Linked DNA regions of Zea mays: regions 1 and 3 are each linked to region 2. Evidence: chromatin contacts called from public Hi-C data. All regions are on one chromosome and are shown on one strand. The core of a region is the stretch at or near the end of the contact, and the rest is flanking DNA. Distances in the headings are between cores, read along the strand shown. Region 1 holds the start of LOC542624 (cellulose synthase-4). Region 2 holds the start of LOC100274092 (dolichyl-diphosphooligosaccharide--protein glycosyltransferase 48 kDasubunit). Region 3 holds the start of LOC542351 (kinase associated protein phosphatase).

Evidence for each region. Hi-C and Micro-C count contacts between places; a contact is called where the count stands out from the background.
Region 1: a contact with region 2 is called in a Hi-C map of leaf, with 4 times the contacts expected there. The contact joins the promoter of LOC542624 here to the promoter of LOC100274092 in region 2. A contact is called at or near these places in 2 of 25 Hi-C or Micro-C datasets (leaf and tassel).
Region 3: a Hi-C map of endosperm shows a contact between it and region 2, with 3 times the contacts expected there. The contact joins the promoter of LOC542351 here to the promoter of LOC100274092 in region 2. A contact is called at or near these places in 9 of 25 Hi-C or Micro-C datasets (bundle sheath, ear, endosperm and 2 more).

The regions. Positions count from the first base shown.
Region 1 is chr7:19,139,310-19,142,917 of Zm-B73-REFERENCE-NAM-5.0, reverse strand. LOC542624 (cellulose synthase-4) reads left to right here and starts at 2,208. Exons shown (of 14, transcript NM_001112151.2): 1 at 2,208-2,550; 2 at 2,658-2,850; 3 at 3,199-3,443; 4 at 3,528-3,608. The coding sequence starts at 2,527.
Region 2 is chr7:19,610,333-19,613,981 of Zm-B73-REFERENCE-NAM-5.0, reverse strand. LOC100274092 (dolichyl-diphosphooligosaccharide--protein glycosyltransferase 48 kDasubunit) reads left to right here and starts at 1,436. Exons shown (of 13, transcript NM_001148471.1): 1 at 1,436-1,774; 2 at 2,207-2,343; 3 at 2,430-2,555; 4 at 3,433-3,486; 5 at 3,626-3,649. The coding sequence starts at 1,492. LOC100272358 (oligosaccharide transferase1) reads left to right here. Exons shown (of 4, transcript NM_001317394.1): 4 at 1-808. The coding sequence ends at 557.
Region 3 is chr7:19,917,182-19,921,242 of Zm-B73-REFERENCE-NAM-5.0, reverse strand. It overlaps LOC542351 (kinase associated protein phosphatase), which reads right to left and starts at 1,476. Exons shown (of 13, transcript NM_001111928.1): 1 at 1,287-1,476. The coding sequence starts at 1,439.

The DNA.
Region 1 (3,608 bases), core at 959-3,458, 470 kb after region 2:
GTGGTCATTGTTGTCGGTCCACCTCTGCTCACCTCCGGTGTCGAGATGACGCCACAATCCTTGATATAATAGTCGTCGAACGCGCGCGATATGGTGAGTACCGATCACTCTTGGCTGGGCTGCCAAATGAAGTGCACCCCGGGCTCACCAGCGAGGTAGTACACCTGGTCGTTGCACCACCAGATGTGCTACTCCTCTACATACATCTTGTTCGAGGACACTCACACAACAACAACAATGGTCATCATTCCAGCGCACAAGAATTCATGGTCGGTCAGTAGCGACTTACGTGGCAGGTTAGGCTTCAGGTGGATGATGAGCTAGACGGCGTGATGACGTCGTCGTAGGTTGCGATGCCCAGAACAACCCGAGAGTTGTCGACATTGGCGACGACCATGAGGTCCCCATGTTTGACGATGGACAGCGCGGTGCAGCCGCTCTGGACCACGTCCAAGCGGCGGCTGCGCCGGAGCTTGCCGTACACAGCGGCGCATGGGCCATGTAGGACTGTTTCCAGAGTTCGAACTGACAGTCGCCAAGTTTCTTCTCGTCGTCGGTGAGCGACGCCAACGCGAGCGCCTCGTGCTAGTGGTGTTTGTTCGGGGTTTCCAAGTAAGAAACATGGATTCATCTTTGACATTGGTTTATGAAAATGATTTATAAGTTAGATCCATAGAAAAATATTATGGAGAATAAATGTTACACATGCAAAAAAAGTATTTAAGTTGAAAACATTATTCAAACAAAAGAAATTGCATGCAAGGCTCTTCTTTAAATACTACTCCCTCAATCCAAAAATATAATTTAATAATCTCAGTGATACTTATCTACTACTACACATTGTGCAAGGGTAGCAGGTGGGCTTCGGGAGAGATGTATTATATGTTTTTACTATAATAGATGTAGACATAAACACATATGTGGTGTAGTGGTAGCTATAAACACATTTATTTGAAAGGTCGCGGGTTCGAATCCCCTTTTTTAATTTAATTTTAGCTAGACGTGGGATGCACGTGGGAGCTGGGAATGAGAATGAGCTTTGCAGTGAGGACGGAATGGGAATGGCAGAACACGGAATGGGGCAGCCTACCTCTTACCGTCTTAATAGGTAGTAGAGATATAATCCAGCTTATGGATTATATAAGCACCTAATGGTTGTTTGTCTCTTAACTTGGATTATATAATCTAGAGGGTAAATAAGCAGGACCTTAATAAGGCATTCTTTGGAACGCAGAAATTTCACACGAATGATATATGAATTTCGTAGGAATTAGTTCAAAAACACAGGAAAAAGAGAAGGATTTAGGAAGTTATCCTTTGATCCAAAGGAGGCTTAAATGTCCAATTATATGATAGCTTTTTGCAATATGCAGTTTTTTTTCCATGTGTGTCGATATATGTTAGGAACTCTAAATAAATGTTCTACCCGTTGAAAATATCTAAATAACCGTACCTACTGTTGGCACCAAGAGACATATGGAAAAATCCTTGTTGTGTACGATGTTAGGGCATGTACAACCTAGACACGGCTGCACGGTACTCCAAGTATAAGATACAATTAAAACACAACATAATACAGTGGTCATGTCTAAAACATGTGTCTTACGATATTTATTGTACCAATCAGAGAATTCAATAAATTAAAGTAACCAATCAGCTAGTCTCCTATCTCAAACATAGAGCTAAGACACTGTGTCTTCGTCAAGATACGTGTTTTGAGTTTTTTTACATTCACCCCCCTAGACATACTCTAAGACACAACTTAAGACACCCATTGTACATGCCCTTATAGTGTATGTTACATGTAATAATAACCCTAGGAGTCTTGCATTGCATGATCTTTTTGCTTTCGTTATCAGTAGAACCTGTCATAAAAACCCTAATTACTCCCTACATTAGCATTGATCTATCTAAAATAACTATAGATCAGTAATGATGAGCTGTTGGACTTAATTTATGGGAAACACACACGCCACATTTCACACTCGTGGACCTAGCAATTAGTCCGACCCCCAGGCTCCAGCATATATCCTCCGTCGGTCCTCAGGACCGACAGTGAGCTCTCACTGCCAGGCGGGCCCCCCGCGGCGCCAGCTCACCCTTCTTCCACCTCCGCCTCACTGGCACACATGCTCCCCGACACCGCCTCCCGCCAACTCGGCGTTAAACTAATCCCAACCCAGCCCACCAGAGGCACGCGAATTAACTAGGATCAAAACCGTCTCGCCGCTGCAATAATCTTTTGTCAATTCTTAATCCCTCGCGTCGACAGCGACAGCGGAACCAACTCACGTTGCCGCGGCTTCCTCCATCGGTGCGGTGCCCTGTCCTTTTCTCTCGTCCCTCCTCCCCCCGTATAGTTAAGCCCCGCCCCGCTACTACTACTACTAGCAGCAGCAGCGCTCTCGCAGCGGGAGATGCGGTGTTGATCCGTGCCCCGCTCGGATCTCGGGACTGGTGCCGGCTCTGCCCAGGCCCCAGGCTCCAGGCCAGCTCCCTCGACGTTTCTCGGCGAGCTCGCTTGCCATGGAGGGCGACGCGGACGGCGTGGTGAGTGGCGGGAGATCTCAGCTGCATTCCGTTCCGTGCTGCGGGTGGATCCTGGGAGAGAAAGGCTGACGAATCTCGTGATCCGCTGTGTGCGTGTGTGTGTGCAGAAGTCGGGGAGGCGCGGTGGCGGACAGGTGTGCCAGATCTGCGGCGACGGCGTGGGCACCACGGCGGAGGGGGACGTCTTCGCCGCCTGCGACGTCTGCGGGTTTCCGGTGTGCCGCCCCTGCTACGAGTACGAGCGCAAGGACGGCACGCAGGCGTGCCCCCAGTGCAAGACCAAGTACAAGCGCCACAAGGGTAATTCTACAGTCCCTTCTACATTCCATTTGTTTGGTATAGCTATCTCTGAACCTAATTCTGGAGTGACTACGAAAGTTCGGATCTTTGATCAGGAGCAGCAAAAAAATGGTATTGTTTCTATTTGTGATGGATCCCATGGCTTTTTTTGTCAGAGAGGGCATATTAGCTCTGTCGCTATCACTGGATCCTAGACTTGTCTTCGTGTGAATTCTTAAATTGTAGTTAGGGGGGAAACAATAACTGGAGTTGCATACGATGTGACATCCTGGACTTTGCTCAAGAATAGCAAAAAGATGATCGGCAGGTTTTGTTAAGCATTCTCTGAGCTGTGTATGAATCCTTCAGGGAGCCCGGCGATCCGTGGGGAGGAAGGAGACGACACTGATGCCGATAGCGACTTCAACTACCCTGCATCTGGCAATGAAGACCAGAAGCAGAAGATTGCCGACAGAATGCGCAGCTGGCGCATGAACGCTGGGGGCAGCGGGGATGTTGGTCGCCCCAAGTATGACAGTGGCGAGATCGGGCTTACCAAGTATGACAGTGGCGAGATCCCTCGGGGATACATCCCATCAGTCACTAACAGCCAGGTTGGTGCCACTACTACTGAGGCATTGTGCTAAAAAAAATTCTTAGGATGTGCAATTATGCTTACTTTCTGAGTTGATCTGCAGATCTCAGGAGAAATCCCTGGTGCTTCCCCTGACCATCATATGATGTCCCCAACTGGGAACATTGGCAAGCGTGCTCCATTT
Region 2 (3,649 bases), core at 187-2,686:
CCATCGGGTGTGCCAGCGGAGCATTTATTGGCGGGGTGATAGCAGATCACCTGTCAAAGTACTTCCCAGATTCGGCACGGGTCATGTGTGCCCAGTTTAGTGCCTTCATGGGCATCCCGTTTTCTTGGATCCTCCTCACAGTCATCCCCCAGTCAGTTGACTACTGGTATGCCTTCGCCGTCACGCTTTTCTTCATGGGCATCACGATAAGCTGGTGCGCCACCTCGGCAAACAACCCCATGTTCGCCGAGGTGGTCCCTCCCAAGCACCGCACCATGATCTACGCCTTCGACCGCGCGTTCGAGGGCTCATTCGCCTCGTTGGCTGCCCCTGCCGTGGGCCTAATCACCGAGAAGATCTATGGCTATGATACCAAGACCGTGAACCTTGCGAACGGGTCAGCGGAAGGGGCGTACGCGCTCTCAAGGGGGCTGCTGACCATGATGATCGTGCCTTTCGGTGTGTGTGTCCTGTTCTACAGCCCCCTGTACCTTGTGTTCAAGCACGACAGAGAGAACGCTAAATTTGCCAGCTTCAAGGAGCAGGAGCTAGTATGATCAATGATCATACGAATGTGCTTCCTTGGTCCGCATTCATAACCTCTCGTCATCCCGGGCTGGAGCTTTGCGTGATGATTATGAAGATAACTGCCTTGATCGGCATTCAGAACATCTGGTCATACCGTCCTGGGTCATTCTGAGTTTCTTGTTGAGATTATGGCAATTGTGCCACGGAGAGGTGTGGATCAACGTTTGTTCTGGCAGATTTTGAAGATTGTTATAAGGCGACCTTTTTTTTTGTGCTGATCACCTATCCAGAAAGCCATGGCTTCTCCCGACGACTGATTTGTGTTGTTAAGGGATGATTTGCTTTTTTGCATGGCTTCTCCTGACGACTGATTTGTGTTGTTAAGGGATGATTTGCTTTTTTGGTAATTCTTAGTCTTACAAGAGAACCCCAAGGAGAAGCATATGATATGATCTGAACCATGCTGAATTGCTGATGTTACATGTAGTTGGAACAGATCACTAATAATGTTCTGATCACTGGGATCAGCTCGTTTTCAGTAATCTTTCTGGTTTTTTTTTCGCAGGAAAAAATTTCTGTGTTTTTTTTGGGAAAAACACAGGAAATTTTGCTTCTGTTGATTATGAAAGCAGTGCTAGCAGTTTGATTTCATCTATTAAAACTATGTGCGGAAGCAAATTCCGCAAAGAAGCAAAGGAAGAAAATGGAAAATGCTAGCTGCCTCACGTGGGACCTCCTGTCAGAGACAGACCCCTTTGCACGCTTTGGAGCCGCAGCAAAGCTCGAACTCGATCCGGGTCTCCGGGCCATTCGATCTCCGATCGGACGGCCCAGACAGCTCACTTCCTCTCCACCTTTGCACGCTATAGCTCCTCTCCGAGTCGTCGTCTCCGTCGCTGCCTGCTCTGCTTGCTGCGCCACTCCAAACCCAACCCAAAACCCCCACACGAGATCTGCGCAGCAATGGCGACGCGGTGCCACGTCCTGCTCCTCCTCGCCGCCGCCTTCGCGTCCCTCCTCGCGCTCGTGGCCGCGGAAGGGGGCGAAGAGGGGCCCCGCGGGCGCCGGCTGCTCGTCCTCCTGGACGACCTGGCCGTGCGGTCGTCGCACTCGGCCTTCTTCGGCTCGCTCCAGGCGCGTGGGTTCGATCTCGACTTCCGCCTCGCTGACGATCCAAAGCTCTCGCTCCACCGCTACGGCCAGTACCTCTACGACGGCCTCGTGCTCTTCGCCCCCTCCACACCACGTAATTGCTCCTTTCCTGCCTCGCCTCTCGGGGATCCCGATCTGTGTTGTTGTTGGTGTGTTCTGGTGATAGATTCGACGGGAATAGGGATGGTTTGCGTGCGGAGTCTGACTGCTTTTCTGATCTGACCCGTACTCGTGGAGTGGAGTTCTGTGATCTGCTGCGGGTAAATGGCAAATTCGGGATTTCGCGGTAGAATTTCCCGTGACCGGAGGATTTATGCAATCAGGTTCACCTGAAAGTTGACGGTAGCCAGTTAGTTCCAGTTGAAAGAAGCGGACCTAAGGGTATTAATTGTTGCCTGTCGCTATTGACTAGATTACTGCAGCTCTTTGCTCGACTAAACTACTGAACGGGCCTTGATCTCTGCCCATGATGTAATACTTGATTGAACCCGATTTGTTTTTAAAGCCAATCTTTATTTCACGTCAGGTTTTGGTGGATCAGTGGACCAGAACGCAGTCCTCGAATTTATTGATGCTGGGCATGACATGATCCTGGCGGCAGATTCCTCTGCCTCTGATCTCATTCGTGGCATTGCAACAGAGTGTGGGGTTGATTTTGATGAGGCAAGTAGTTTCTGTGGCCTGGCATCTTCCTATCTTTAACATTTTCGTTGACCTCAATGAGCCAACATTGTTTTTGATGATTTCAGGATCCAGAGGCAATGGTTATTGACCATATGAACTATGCCGTCACAGATGTTGAAGGTGATCACACCTTGATTGCTGGTGACGATCTTATCCATTCGGATGTGATACTAGGGTCTGAAAAGATTGAGGTTAGTAGCGATGCTAAGAATCTTCATAACCTTTCTAACCTTTTACACATTTTCATGTTCATTGGATTAAACCGAATTGAGGTTGAATGCTTGTGTGCACTCTTATTCCGAACTTATCAATACACAATTCTGTTTTGTTGTGGATCCATAATTTAATATACTTAGGCACTCAGCATTAGAGCACTATACTACACCTAGTAGCTAAAACTGACTATGAAATACTGAATACTATTGACACAATGACTACTGATTTTTTTGTTCATTATAACAGTTTGGTTGAGAATATTAATCTACACCTAGGGTGTAGAATAGCATGTGTATACTAAGCATTCACAGTTAGCAGGCTTTCTGTTCATCTTTTCTATCACAACACTACAACAGTGATAATCTTGACTTGATCTTGTTGGCCGTACTACCTAAATTTTCAGTTAAAGTGTGCCCATATATTATGTCTTAATATGCTGTTCTGTACATCTGTGCCTACTTCTATATTCAGTCTGGGTTACTGTACTGAGTTTTTCCATGGTTAACCAATTGATAGTATTAACTTAGATACTTATGTCTAAAAATATGTCTGTTCCAATTAAAATTAGCTACTTATATATATATCTGGAGTTCATTGCTGACTAGAGTTGGCTTAGCTATAATATTATTTCTTAACATTGCACTTTTATGAAGATGTGGTGTAAACTTGCCATATATATCTGGAGTTCATTACTGACTAGAGTAGGCTTAGCTATGATTTCTTAACATTGCACTTTTACGAAGATGTGGTGTAAACTTGCCAAGTGCTTCTGTTTAGCGTTTTCTTTTGCATTTTGGGCAGTGCTTAAATGTAAATTTGTCTTCTTTTAAATATTTTTCTCCATATTTCTAGGCTCCTGTATTGTTTCGAGGAATTGGACACATGGCTAATCCATCAAACAGTTTGGTATGTACTTTGGATTCTGCACAGTGATATTTGCATGTCCAACTATTAGTTGCATAACTCTGTTTTATTTCTGTAAAACATGTACTTTTATGTGTTCCCCTATAATCGCCTATTCTCCTCTGTATTTGGATATTCCTAGGTTCTGAAGGTTCTATCAGCCTCT
Region 3 (4,061 bases), core at 227-2,726, 310 kb before region 2:
CTGACCTGCTTGTGTGAACAAATGAGTTCTTCACGATAACCAAAGCTCCTGCACAAAAACAATGGAATGAAGGAAGTCCAAATTGCAACTTGCCCTTGACATCCTATTGGGTTAAGGGGTGGTTGGTCTATAACCTAGACTTCTTTTTGGGTTAAGAGTGTTGTGTGTGTGTGTGTTTCTTTTCTTTGTGCTCTTTTTTCCTCTCTATATATAATATATAAAGATGCACAGTTCTCCTGCGCTCATATGAAAAAGGTCCAAATTTAATCCTTCTTTCAGATTCCTTAGGGTGTACTTGGTTGCCTGGATAGCTAGAGGTAGCCTCGGTGGGCTTGGACATGCAATGTGGGTCTGTTTGGTAGGTTTACTGTGCTAGCTGGGTCTTTCCGGGTTAATGAATAGGCTTTAGTCCCGAACACGAAGCCAAGCAAGGCCAAGCGGGCGCGCGCAAAAAGCCGCATCAGCGTTGGACAAGCCAGGCTTGCTGGGAATGGCGGGATCGAGCATTCCCAGGAAGACAGGCCAGCCCCCCTACTTTGCATACTTTGTGCCAGGCTTAAGGCCTTATACAGCTACCAAATACGAGAGAGTTGCATTAGGGATGCCTGGTTAGGCCCTTAGCCAGGCAACCAAACACACCCTTGTAGAACTAAGTGTCATTGCCTGGCTCACAGCATCCAGCATGTTCTGGTGCATAATAGCTCCGAGAGATTAAAAAAACTTCTTATTAAGGAGTTTCTTGACCGCTTGGGAACTAGATACTCCTTACTCATCACGATCCATCAACTAAAAAATTAAAAGGCAATCATTTGGTATCATGATCACTGGACACCAAAATGTAACAACAATACTTTCCTCTCACTGATGGCCAATTCATATCGATTGATAGCAACATAAGCAGCATCGACAACCTAATCAACCTTAAGCATGCCTCAACTACTACAGTGGCACAACAAATCAAACAGCCTCAAACCATCAATGCAATACTATTTATCTACAATACTACAAGAAACAAGCCAACTAGAGATGGACCTCAACACCCTAATCAGAATCACCAACGTTTGAAGAAATCACACAGAGTAGAGAAAATGCGCCGCAGGACATGCCCAAGAATTCTCCACTAATGGTGCGGCAGCAAGGACCCCGAATCCCCAATCGACCGGCGATCCTCGTGTATATTCTTCCAAGAAACACCGAGACCAGAGATTCGCGTAAAAAAGCATCGAGGTTTCGCATCCTGGCGATTAGAAGCAACAAGAAGAGGACAAGAAAGCTTGGGCCTTCACCTGGACAGCGACCGGGGTCGGGGCCACCGCCGCGGCCTGCAGCGGGTGGCGTTGCCGCCGCCGCCTGCATCGCCGGAAGGCGAAGACGACGAGGACGAGGATGGAGAGCGCGGCTACGGCAACGGCGACGAGCAGCAGAGGAGGGACGGCCATGGAGGGTAGGGAGAGGGGAGGGGGGCTAAGATGGCTGCATCGCCATCGCCATTTCTTTGCTGTACGCGTGCGCGTGTGTTAGTCCGTGGGTTTGTTGGGCCTATTTTTGGGAGCCAAAGCACTTTTTTTTTTGTTGTTGGGGGCAAGGCAACACACATGAATCTTGAGCTTCCGCCCACACTTTCCTTGCGAGTTTTACTTTTCGTTTCTGGTTTTGTTTGATTGATTGTTCTTATTTTCAGAACCGGTTAACGGTTTATATATTGTACGGCAATTAGCATATAATTGCTTGTTATATTTAGTCTAAGTTTTTAAATTAAGGAATAATGGTCCATATACTGAGAAATGTGATTTTTCTTTGCTTTTGGATCCGTTATGTTGTATATGCATTGCTTTTTGGATGACTGCATCATCTTTGAAAAAAATATATGCGTTGGGTTAGAATCCTCCATGTAGCATATAATTGATCCATTGATTTATTTATCTATTTGTTTATATATCATTCTCACTTAGGATCTCTTTAAAAAATCTTCAATAATTAATAAGACGACATACATATATTTTTTTGTAGTGAGGTGGATAATTTGATGAATTGAGGCACCAAATACCATGTTTAGAGATGCATAAACCATAAACAACGGGGTTGATATATAGAAAGAGTGGTTACATTAGGGTAGGGGTGTTTGTCATTATCATGTTGCACCCAAAAAACAGCTCTACTCTAAATTTCAAGAAGCAGTATAATAGGTACTTCCTAAAAATGTGTATAACTACCAAAACTATACAGTTTATAACTTTGGAGTTGGGATATTTGGCTGGCTCAGACGAGCTTCTGCTTGGAATTTTGCTATGAACCATACCAAACACCTTTTAGTTATACAATCTTCTTCATATAACTTTTTTTCATTTTCGTACCCAAGATTTGCCACTAAAAATTGCATAACTTAAATGGACCCATTCCATTTACTTCACCATGCCTAGTGGAGGTATAAGAGAAGGGAAATATTAACACCTTCTAAGAACTAGTTTGGGACCCTATTTTTCAAGGGAATTCTATTTCTTAAAGAAAATTAGTTCATTTTTCCTCGGGAAATAGGAATCCCTTGAGAATTTTCTCAAACTAGCCTAAATTGTTTAGACTGTCTTTAGTGGTTTCCTCTAAATTTCCCCCCTATATCCCATTAGTGTGTCACATCAGCACACTCTCTCCTCCTATATCTCTACCCTCCACAGCGATTCACTCTAAGTTCTCCCCTTCACTAGCAAACACTTTCTAGCACGCACATCGACGCTAGGAGGGTTGCTGCCGCACCCCACACATTTGGTGATATATTGTGCTAGCAGCTATCACATCGACGCTATAGGCGTGAAGGGGCCCAACTCCAATAAGCATTGAAGAGAATTACTACGCAGCACTGGTGGTTGCATGCTACTCCCTCGGTTCACATGATTCAGTCGTTTTGGCCGATTACAACGGATGTTCAATAAGATTTTATAAGATAAAAGTAAAGTTATTAGATTTATTAAAACTTGAACTACCATAATATGTAATTCTTTTGGTTTAAAATAATTTAATCTTATATATATTGTTGGTCAAATTAAAACAGTTTGATTTAAGATAAACCTAAAATGAGTAAATCATGTGGTCGGGTCGGAGGGAGTACATTCTAGTACATAGTACAGGTCAGGTGTAGAGGCGGCGAGCAGGCATTTGAGGAGCCTGGCCAACACAAGTCAGCGAAATGACCTCACTCATAACCACCCTGACCTGATTGATTGTCGCCGCCGATTGGCCGGCCGGCCGGATCACGGCGTGGCCGCGTGGGTGTTCTGCGACTGCACGCCAGTACAATGATTAGCTTCGTCCGTCGCTTTGGATTTGATTTGTAATTTGAACCGGCCAGCTCAACCGCTTGCCCATCGAATCTTTGGGGAACGATATGAAATTGTAGATCAACGTTCAGATGGCCAGCCACAATGACAAGGTAGAAGTAATGTCACGTTTGTTTGAGCTTTTCGGTAGGTTCATAAGGTAGAAGCTGGTATAAATAGCTATCCTTTTATTTTACCTTTTAAAAAAGTGGAAAGCTAAAATGTAAATCGATGGTATGTTTAGGATGTGTTTGGTTGAATGTACATGTAGGAATGGAAGGGGGCGACCATATTTTTATAGTGTTTGGATGAGAGTCGCATGAGTGCGAGGTAAACACCGAATTAGTTTTTTGTGGCGGCGTGATTCTAAAAAATCGAGGGACGGTGTCGCCCCCGACTCATACCACTTTGACCTCAAACCAAACACATCCTTAGTTATTTTACCTTCTAAAAAAGTGGAAAGCTAAAAGGTGAGGGTGTGTTTGGTTAGGTTGTGACTGTAAAAAAATGTTGCGGGTTGTGAGCCGTGAAAAAACTAAAAGTAGTTTGGTGAAATTAGTCTGGATGTGAGATTTGTGATAAAAGAACAAGATGCTTTCAAATTTTCACCCCAAGAAAACCAACTTTTGGAAAAAGGTATTGTTGGAGCATATTTTTTGGTTTTGCTTTTGGCTTTTAAGGGGTAAATGCCACGACCACAGCCAAATCAAACACACCATTTATATGGGAGGCTAAAAAAACTGATTTTGT